3 separate regions of the Mus musculus genome follow, and all the other regions are linked to region 1. A link is a contact called in public HiChIP or PLAC-seq and promoter capture Hi-C data. All regions are on one chromosome and are shown on one strand. Each heading gives the region's core, a stretch centred on a gene start, on an enhancer-like site or on the middle of the called end of the contact. The rest is flanking DNA. Distances are from core to core; before and after follow the strand shown. Region 1 holds the start of Ajap1 (adherens junction associated protein 1). Region 2 has its middle 55 kb from the start of Gm31055. Region 3 has its middle 63 kb from the start of Gm31239.

Region 1 (3,102 bases), core at 253-2,752:
CACCGGAAACGGGTCTTGTAAGATGAGAAAGCCAAGAGTCGGAGAGGTTGCGTAATAGACATAGGACCCCAAGACAGTAGCACCCCATACCTAACTTCAGTCTCTTGCAACCATGCTACCTTGCTCCCAGATACTTTCTTTAGGGCCTGAGAGGGAAAACAGAACCATGTTGTCCTGTCCAGCCTGGGTGGGGAGAATCTCTGGCTGCCAAAAACCTTGGACTGGAGGCTCAGGGAAAAGGACCTGCCTGGGTGCACAGTGAATCCCAGGAAGACTGGCTCCTCCCCCCCCCCCAGCAACCCTCCCAGGGAGGCCTCACCCTCTCTCTCCTGAGGGGGGCAACTGCTGGGCTGAAGTCACTTGCTTGCAGCACCCTGGCAAGTCCCCAGTTGCCTCTCTTTACCTTCCCGGCTCTGACTCTAAAGTCCAAGCAGGAAGACCGCAGACTGAAGCTCATTTCTAAGGCCCCTGGCTTTGCATTTCTTCCCCACTATGTGTGGAGCTGAGAGCTGGCTTTTGTTCCTACAGTTCCTCAGGGACTAGGCAGCTAAGGCCTCCGTGGGATCCTCTGCCTTTATGTCACTCCTTTCAGTGAAAGGGGACCACAGAAAGCCTGTCTTTCACTAACCGGACATGCAGACACAACTAACCAGGTAGGCACCAGGGAGTGCTGGGTGGGAGAGTGGGCAAGATGTCTGGGAGTGCCAGGTTCAGAACTCCCTGGCTCTGCGAAGACAGCAGATGCCATAAAACCAAGAAGGAGGGGGAACTGCGCTGGAGACTGAATAACCGGGCAGAAGCATGCTCCAACCAAAGGCTGAAACTTCATCTGCCTGGAGAGAGGCCAGGCCCAGGCAGTGGGGAGACTCCCCAGGAGGACCCTCCCCAGCCTCTCGCATCGCCTGCGCCGTGCAGCTCCGCAGGAGGAAACTTTTCGCACAGCCTCAGCTCCCCAGTCCCATGAGAACCTCCTCTCCCCAAATCAGCCCTCTGCGTTCAATGGGCGTACTTAGAACAGGGTCCGAACCTCTTAACTGCTTCGCATGCCATCTGGTTACCGTGGCAACACCATCCGGCGGCGCCGGGCGGTCCAATCGGAGCCTGCGGCCTCTTTCGAGCCTTTCCCAAGGTGGAGACCCGGACGCGGCCAGGGATGGGGAAGGGGTGGGCCCGGTTCTTCTCTCTGGCGCCGCCCAGGCCACTCAGAGCCCAGGTCGCCAGTCCAGCTCCAGCGAGGTGGGCTGGCAAGCTAAGCCGACCGGCCGGGTTGGGGGCTCCGACTCCAGGTTGAGGGGCGGGGAAGGAGGGTGACGTGAGCCGGGCCCGGCGGGCGGAGTTGGGACCCGTTCGCGGAGGCGGGGGCAAGCGCTTCTGGAGGCAGACGCGCAGAGGGAGGCGGCCGAGCGGCGCGGGCGGCTCTGCGGAGGGCGCGGTGGGCGCGGGCGGCGGGGCCCGGGATCCCCGCGCGCCTCCTCCGCGCGGCGGCGCCGCCGCGCGTCCCCACGCCCCGCGCTCCACGCTTCTTCGCCCCGCGCCTCCCCTGCCCGCCTTCTGGCAGTCTCCGGGCCGCGGCTGTCTGCAGAGCGAGCGCTTAGACGGAGCTCTCCAGCAACTTGATCGGTGTCAGAACCTGGGACAGAGGCCCCTCGACCCGGCGGCGCGTGGAGGCGACCCGCGTGGGCCAGAGGGGCGATCTTCTCAACCCCCGGGCAACACCGATCACAGCCTCGCAGCTCCGGCTGCAGGCTAGATCCTCGCACGGCTTGCGGAGCCGCCCGCTTCGCTACTCGTCGCCCCGGAGGACGAAGCCCCGCTCCTCGGACCCTCGCGGCCGGCGACAGACCCGGAGTGCGCCCGCCTCGCTGCCGCCCGCGCCGTGTGGCCTGCGGTGGGGGCCCCGCGCCCCGAGAGCCGGCGGGAGGATGTGCGTCCCCGCGGGCCGGCCCGCCTGAGCCATGCGCCCCCTCGGCGGCGGCGCGCCGGCCGGCATGGAGCCCCGCGCGGCCGCGCTCTGACTCGCTGTGCGCCCCGCGGCCGGCGGGCGGCGGGCGGCGGGTGGCGGCGGCGGCCCGAAGCCGAAGAGCGGCGCCACGGGACCGGAGCGAGCGGGCGCGGGCGCCGCGCAGATGGCTGGGGCAAGCAAGGTCTGAGGCTGGGTTCCCTGAAACGTGACCATGTGGATCCAACAGCTTTTAGGACTCAGGTGAGCGACCCGGCTGGAGGCAGGGTGCATGGGGGGGTGGTGCGTGGGCGCTAGGCTGGGCTGCTGCTCACTGTTGCAAACCGAGGCACGGCTTCTCGCCTCCCCGAGGCGGCCCGCGTGGTGCACCCGAAGCCACGGAGCGCGGCCGCCTGCTGGTCCCTGAGGCCGGACAGAGAGAGGCAGGGAGCGGCCGTTCTCCTACGCTCCGCGAGTCGAGTGGGGTCGAGGTAGGGGCGCTTGCCCCAGTAACCTGGCAGCGGGGCTGGCCGGCGCGCCCGCTGCCCAGGGCGCCAGCAGCGCAGTGTCCTGGCCGGCGGCCCCGGCGCGGCTCCTCTCCGGAGCCCGGCGCGAGTTGCGGGCCATTGGGCGCGGTGGACTCGGGGGCCGGGGCTGACGCTGGATCTGCCAGGGAGAGCCACCGGCCCTCCCAGTTCTCGAGCAGCTTTGCCGTGGAGTTGGAGAAGCCCAGAACCCTACAGCCGCTCCGTCAGCCCTTCTCTCCGTTCCTAGGGCCCCTGGGCCCCTGAACTGAAGTGTAGTAGGAGCACAGCTGCCGACCCAGCTGCTTTGGGGTGACCTCCGGGCAGAAGGTCGCACGCAGCTGGCAGACAGCTGGGTCTGGAGAGCTTTTGGATTCTGGGGAAGCGACAACAGGCAACTGCCTCTAAGCACCTCTCACAGGCACACAGGGCTTGTCTGTGTCCGGGACCTTCCGGGCCAGTAGGAACTCAAGCCCAGTGCGGTTATGGGGCGGACCAGAAAGACCCTTCTCTGCAAACTTTGCCCACCTACCGAGTCGCTCAAGCTTCTCTGGATCCTGCCTTGGGGTCCCCAGAACGCAGTTGCCCCCTTTACAGAGCACAGTGTCTACTACCCTTGCCTTCATGTAAGGGGGTCTC
Region 2 (3,102 bases), core at 258-2,757, 260 kb after region 1:
AGGAGTCCTGGGGAGGATCCAATATTGATGATGTCATAGAAGCCAGAGACCTAGAACCAGACCAATGACTCATTCCAATGAACATTTGCAAGTGAAAATGTGTGGACAGAGGGGTATACTGTGGGACACACTGGAACACACTACAGTTTCCATGATGAGATGTTTTCTATGCTTTGTTGTTTGTTTGTGAGTTTTTATTTTGGAGGTGGGAAGCATACTGCAAGAGCGAAGGGTGCATATGAGGGGACGGGGAGATGAGTGGACCTGGGGTGCGTGATGGGAAACTCACAAAGAATCAACAAAAAATGAAAGAAAGAAAAAAGGAAGGAAGGAAGGAAGGAAGGAAGGAAGGGAAGGAGAAGGGAGGGAAAGGAAGGAACAAGAAGGGAGGGGATAGAAGGGAAGAAAGGGGAAGGAAGGAGGAGGGGGAGAGGAGAAGTGAGGGAGGGGCAGGGCAGAGTGAGGGGAGAGAATAGGAAGAGAGGAGGGGAGGGGAGGGGAGAGAATAGGACGAGAGGAGGGGAGGGGAGGGGGAAGGGAGGGGAGGGGAGGGGAGGGGACTGCACTAAACTATCCCAGGGCAAGGCTTCACTGGACTTCTGACAGAAAAAACATCAGCAGCAGCGTGAACTGAGCAGGGGGAGCCTGTCACCCCTCAGGGTCATCTGCAAATGGCATCCCGCGGAGTTTCTCTTTGCGTTTGTTCAGTTTGTTTGTGAGACAAGCCCTGTTGGTCTCAAACTTGCTATGCTGCTAAAGGTGACCTTGAACTTCTGACCCTCCTGCCTCTACCTTCCTGATGCTGGTTCAGAGAGGTATGTCCCACCACGTTCAGTTTATGGGGTGCTGGAGGTCAAACCCAGGGATTCCTGCACTCCAGACAAGCATTTGAACTGACCCGCCTCCTCAGCCCAGTCCACAGCATCTTGGTAGATAGCAAGAAAGATGGTAGCATTTGTATGAGGGAAGTGGGCGGCAGATGTGAGGGGGTGGGAAACGAACCTGGCTTCCAGCCACCGGGAAACAGCTGAAGACTGTGTTCAGAGTCTGAGCCATCCTGTCAACATCTGAAGTGTTCAGCAATCCCGCTGGAGTTCAAGCCTGCAGCTGGCCAGGCCCCAGAAGGGACGAGCAGAAAAAGCAGGGTCCCAGAGACTCCACAGTGGACTCAACCTAAGTGGCTGCTCTTATTTCAGAGGTTAATTCTTTAGAGCACGGCAATCCAGCAGAGCTGTTCCTGCTGGCTCAGTCTGACCCCAGAGTCATCCCTGGATTGCACACTGAGAAAGGACAGGCTGAAAGAAAGTTACTTTTTGGCTAAAACCAAATGTCCTTGGAGAAATAAATCTTTTCCTGTCTTTAGACTTGTGTGACAACATCCCAGAGGCGGGGCCAGCAGGTGTTTGCTCATGGCAGGATCCACCTGGTTGCTGCATAATGCTCCTGGAATCTGCCCACCTCAGTCTCCCAGCACCTCAGACTGAACGTGTCCTGAGCCAGCCGCGGGACTCCTATGATCCTGGCCCCGCCTACACATCTTGGCCTGGGCTAATGTCTCTAGGTGCTGCACCCTAATTCCAAGAAACTGTGACTTGATTTGGGGGAAAGGTGCTTGAGACGGGGCTCTCAGATCTTCTGCTATCTCCCAGGTCTCCATCCAAGGTGCAGAGGGAGACGGCAGGGGCAGAAAGAGGAGGTAAGAGACCACAGGGCAGAGATTCAGCTAAGGCTGAAGAGAGTAAAGTCAGCGCCACCGAGTCTCCTGCTGAGCCTGGGAAGGGGCCTGGACAGTTTGGGCTTGGACTCTGGCTTCAGGGAAGAAAGAGAGTTATTTCCCACTGCCTGAGTGGCGGTAGTTTGTTGCAGTGACCACAGGAGGCTCACCCACAGTCTTCCCACCTACTCCCCCCCACCTCCACCCCCCCCCCCGCGCCATGCACGTGTCTTCCCAGGTACCTTCTCTCCTGTGTCTACCTCATCCATACAATCCCCTCCCTCAAGGCTCATGTTCACCCTGCAGCCTCCTCAAGCACCCAAGTCACCTCTCTTCTACATTCCCCAGTACATGGTGGACCCCACGGGACCCCAGCAGGATAGCCTTCATATGTCTCTAACAGGGTTGCTATTGCTGGAATGAAACCCCAGCACCCAAAGCATCTTGGTATGGAAAAGATTTATTTAGCACCATACACTTCTGTATCACTATTTGTCATTGGAGGAAGTCAGGACAGGAACTCAAACAGGGCTGGAACCCTGGAGACAGGAGCTGATACAGATGCAGAGGACATGGAGGGGCACTACTTACTGGCTCGATTCTCATGGCTTGCTCAGCCTGCCTTTTTTTTTTTTTTTTTTTTTTTTTTTATAGAACTCAGGGCCACCCACAATGGGCTGGGCTCTCTCAGATCAATCACTAATTACGAAAATGTTCTACAGGCTTGCCTACAGCCCAATCTCACGGAAGCATTTTTAAAATGGAGGCTCCCTTCCCTCCGCTGACTCCAGCTTGTTTTCAGTTGACAGAGTTAGACATGGGGTCACAGACGATTGAAGCTTTCCTGGTAGTGGGATCTCTGGACACATGCAGGAGCTCACCAGGGTCTTGGGGTGGACAGACATAAGTCCCCACGTGGTGTGACTTGCCTGCTGCTCCTAGGTTTTCCTGCTCCAGAGCTGGAGCTGGAAGTATCTGGAGACCTCCCAGCTATGGTGGGCAACACGGATGGGCACCTGGACTAGGTTTGGAGTCACTGAGGAGAGCATCTCCAGGCAGGTCTGGGAAGAGATTCCAGAGAGGGTTAACTGAGGCTGGAAGAGACAACAACCTCCAAAGGGTTGCCAGGATGAAAAGAGGTCTGAAGGAGAAGCAGGAGAAGCAGGAGAAGCAGAGCATCTGGAGACCACCACTCCAGCCTCCGCTAAAGTGGCTCCAGCCCCCTCACAATCGCGACCTGAATGCAAGACTGATGACTCACCAGGGATCCTGTCAGCTTTTGACAGTGCGTTGAGACCACCGAGGCACCGGCTTCATGGACTAAGCAGACATTGTTGGACTTGCCAACCTGTGTTGTTTAGGGCAGTCTAATAGGGCCCCTTCTCTCA
Region 3 (3,102 bases), core at 291-2,790, 260 kb before region 1:
AGGGGAGAGTCCCAAGTAGCCACTGGGATCCAAAGCTCAGGCTTTTACGTGAGTGAGGAGGCTGGGTGGGTCCTTGGGATCTCCACGGGTGGGGGGGTGGGGGGGTGGGGGGTGTTCTTTTGGATGCTCACAAGAACAAGAGGGGGTCAGGGTCAGGGTTGGGGTCAGGGTTAGGGTTAGATTACTCTCACTAATTGAGAGTAAATATCTCAGTGCACCTAGCTGTATCTGATTTTCTGACAGCATCAAGAGTGTGTGTGAGAGGGGCCTCAGCCTTCCCTGCAGTCTAGAAGAGCCCTATCGTCTTAGAGACAAGGCATTCAAACCTGGCCACATGGAAGCCAACGAGCTAGCATCCTGGGTGTTGGGGCTAGTGCAGGAGCAGTTACCTAGAGAGGCAAGGTGACAGTGCCAAGCCACTTGGGCTTTTCTCCAAGGTGAAGGGAACATTCTAGCAGCTGATCCCTGGAGTGGTCTACATGGCAGCCCTGCGGACTTTCCTGCAGGGACACAGATCTGGCTGTGGCCCACCTTCTGCTGAACAACACCGTCTGGGTCGGCATCTGCTCTCTCCAGCTCCGAGGAGTCGGTAGCATCCTCGTCCCCTGCCCACATTGATCTTGAGCGTCTCTCTCTCTCTCCCCTCAAGAACAAGTCTAAACACAGAATTAACACAGTGAAACCCCATCCCGGGAGCTTTGAAGCGTTAATCCTCCCAGATTGCACACTGAGGAGGGCATGGAAAACCAGCGTGGCCCAACTCTGGACTCTCTCTACTGGTTGATCTTTGCTAAGCAAGTTCGGGCTTCATGTGTCTTTGTGGATGGAGCAGCCTGTCACGTCTCTCTTTGAAGCTTAATTTACAAAGTGCCACTTGATGTCAAGGAGCCTTGGCTTTCCCTTTTCAGTCCCCCGACAGAGGAGAAGGAAGATGGAGCCGCACTAAAACAGCCCTACTCTTGCTGTGGAGCCCCAGCCAGCCAACGCTGCAGCCCAGCCTGGCTTCCTCCCAGGGTCGCAGCGGACCAGCTTCAGCCTCTCTCGCCACCTTGATCCTGGGATCCGGCCTCGCTCGCTCTGTCTCGGCTGGACTGGAGCCTGCTAGGCATTTCCTCTGATTAAAAATGTCCATCCCGGGGACGAGAGAGCCGCAACACTGTTGTCCTCTATGGGTCCATATCGGCTGTGTGGAAATTGGCTGTGGGTCTGGCCATTTGGAAGCTGATTCATTATTTTCAATCAAGCAGCTTGTGTGTCAGCCTGTTGTGGTCGTGCCGTCTCTGGGGCGTGAGCATGATCCAGTTAGTTCCATTATTGAGACACAACCCAAATTAAGTGAATCGTAAATGTTCCCTTTAGTGGGCAGCTGGGAGCCAGCGCTCGGAAATCCATCAAGAGTTTTATTTTCCATGAAAACACAACTTGGCAAATGAGAAACGTGGTCCTCGGGGAGATGTCCAAGCAAAGAAGGGTCGGGGTCTTTCGGGGACTATGGCTCAGCTTCCTGGTGCTGAGGAAGAGTCAGCTTAAAGAGTCTGTGTAAGGTGACAGATGAGCATGGCTATCTCTGACCTTCCGGAGCATATCTGGTTGTCACACGGTATCTCTGCAATTTGAACGTGTCTCGCCTGGACAGGAAAGTTGTACACAGCCCAACCCCCAACATTGTTGGCTTAGGAGTCAAAGGAGATTTTTCACCTTGCTGAACAGAGGCTAGCCTCAGTGTGGCCTGATCGGGTCCCCGCTATGGCACTGCCTAGTTGCCCACCTGTTTCTTGCCCAAGGTGGACGACAGGGACTGTGGCCTGCATTTTCTCTCATTCCCACAAGGATAAAAGAGAAGTTTCTTCCAGCAGCTTCCACGGATGCAGACACAGTTGGTGTCTGAAATATCCCTTCATCAATACATTACAACACCGATTTTGAACCAACCCTTTGTGGCCACAGGGTTGGGATGTTGGCCAACACTGTCTTAATGATTTATTTTCTATGTCTGTGATAACACATCATGACTGAAGGAACGTATAAAAGAGATTAATTTGGCTTAAGATCCCGGAGGATTAGAGTCCGTGATGGGGGCAGGGCAGAGCAGAGCATGTGGGCGGGGACATGAGGCTACAGGGGAGGAGCTTACAGTCATGGGGAGGGGCATGTGGCCACCAGGGTGGGGAATGCGGCCATGGGGAGGGGGGTGTGTGGCCACAAAGCGAAGCACGTGGTCACGGGGGCAGGGCGTGGCGTGGCAGTGGCTAGAAATAAAACTTTTTCTGAATGAGGGCGGCTGTTATCTAGTACTTAAGGATTCGCTCTTCACAGAGGCTAGAAGGAATAGCAGATAAGACCCTGCCACACCCTCACAGGAATAGCTGAGGGGGCTCCTCTTGCCTCTACTTTACAGTCACACTTTATAGCTTCCGCCCTTCTCAAGCCACACCCAGACTCCTGGTGGAGGATGTGTGTGTGGACTGGGGCTCTGTGGCTCATTCATTTCTGCTGCAGCTCCTTTTCCTTCGGACTCCGTGCTTTCTCAGCTTTCATAAGGCAAAGCACCTCACACTTCTGCTGTGGTGACTTTCCCATCGTGACGGATGCACACTCAGCTAAAAGAAAAAAAAGTTCCTGTCTTACCTTAAATTATTTTTGTCAGGTGTGTTTTATCGTAGCGATCAGAAGGGTAACGAATACAGCCAATTCCAGATCGTTCTTCAAGGCAATACAAGACTTTCAAAGGATCAACTTCTTCCCAAGCACCGCTCAGCTGGGTAATCCAAATTTTATGTTACATTTTTTAATACTATTAAAGTGTAAATTTCGGTTACTTTTAATATTTTCTGTAGCTTCTCATTTGACCCATGGTTATTTTGAAATTGTCTTGCTTCACTTTTGAATGTTGAAGCTTAACCTGTATGTCGCAGTGAATTTAAGTATGATTCAGACATACTGTAGTGCGAGAGCTTGTGATCTGGGTCCTTTTAAAAATTCATGTAGACTCGCTGCTAGCCTAGCATGAGGCCTACCTAGACAAACTTTTTAGAAAAGATGATACACTCTGCAGTTTCGGGGCGTGATGCTCTGTAACAGTGGGAACGGCTGATACTATTG

The links. Promoter capture Hi-C pulls out the DNA fragments that hold promoters and counts their contacts. HiChIP or PLAC-seq counts read pairs in DNA pulled down with a chosen protein or histone mark.
Region 2: a promoter capture Hi-C map of embryonic stem cells shows a contact between it and region 1, with 3 times the contacts expected there. The contact joins the enhancer-like site here to the promoter of Ajap1 in region 1. A contact is called at or near these places in 5 of 39 promoter capture datasets (cranial neural crest, embryonic stem cells, hippocampal neurons and 2 more), 5 of 484 Hi-C or Micro-C datasets (cortical glia and embryonic stem cells), 13 of 115 datasets of contacts at active chromatin or transcription factors (craniofacial prominence, embryonic forebrain, embryonic hindbrain and 6 more) and 1 of 9 other capture datasets (liver).
Region 3: an H3K27ac HiChIP or PLAC-seq map of VIP interneurons shows a contact between it and region 1, with 2.7 times the contacts expected there. The contact joins the enhancer-like site here to the promoter of Ajap1 in region 1. A contact is called at or near these places in 2 of 39 promoter capture datasets (the 3T3-L1 cell line and hippocampal neurons), 1 of 484 Hi-C or Micro-C datasets (nephron progenitors), 4 of 115 datasets of contacts at active chromatin or transcription factors (VIP interneurons, embryonic hindbrain, embryonic stem cells and 1 more) and 1 of 9 other capture datasets (pancreatic islet).

The regions. Positions count from the first base shown.
Region 1 is chr4:153,481,230-153,484,331 of GRCm38.p6, reverse strand. Ajap1 (adherens junction associated protein 1) reads left to right here and starts at 1,502. Exons shown (of 6, transcript NM_001099299.1): 1 at 1,502-2,203. The coding sequence starts at 2,175.
Region 2 is chr4:153,218,241-153,221,342 of GRCm38.p6, reverse strand. No RefSeq gene overlaps it. Among named protein-coding and RNA genes, the nearest start is that of Gm31055, 55 kb to the right of the region's middle. Within about 2 kb of position 1,507, at least 13 of the 459 cell types and tissues checked have an H3K27ac peak or open chromatin away from gene starts, as enhancers often do. A contact at or near this core is called in embryonic stem cells, where this site is marked.
Region 3 is chr4:153,737,444-153,740,545 of GRCm38.p6, reverse strand. No RefSeq gene overlaps it. Among named protein-coding and RNA genes, the nearest start is that of Gm31239, 63 kb to the left of the region's middle. Within about 2 kb of position 1,540, at least 5 of the 459 cell types and tissues checked have an H3K27ac peak or open chromatin away from gene starts, as enhancers often do. A contact at or near this core is called in VIP interneurons, where this site is marked.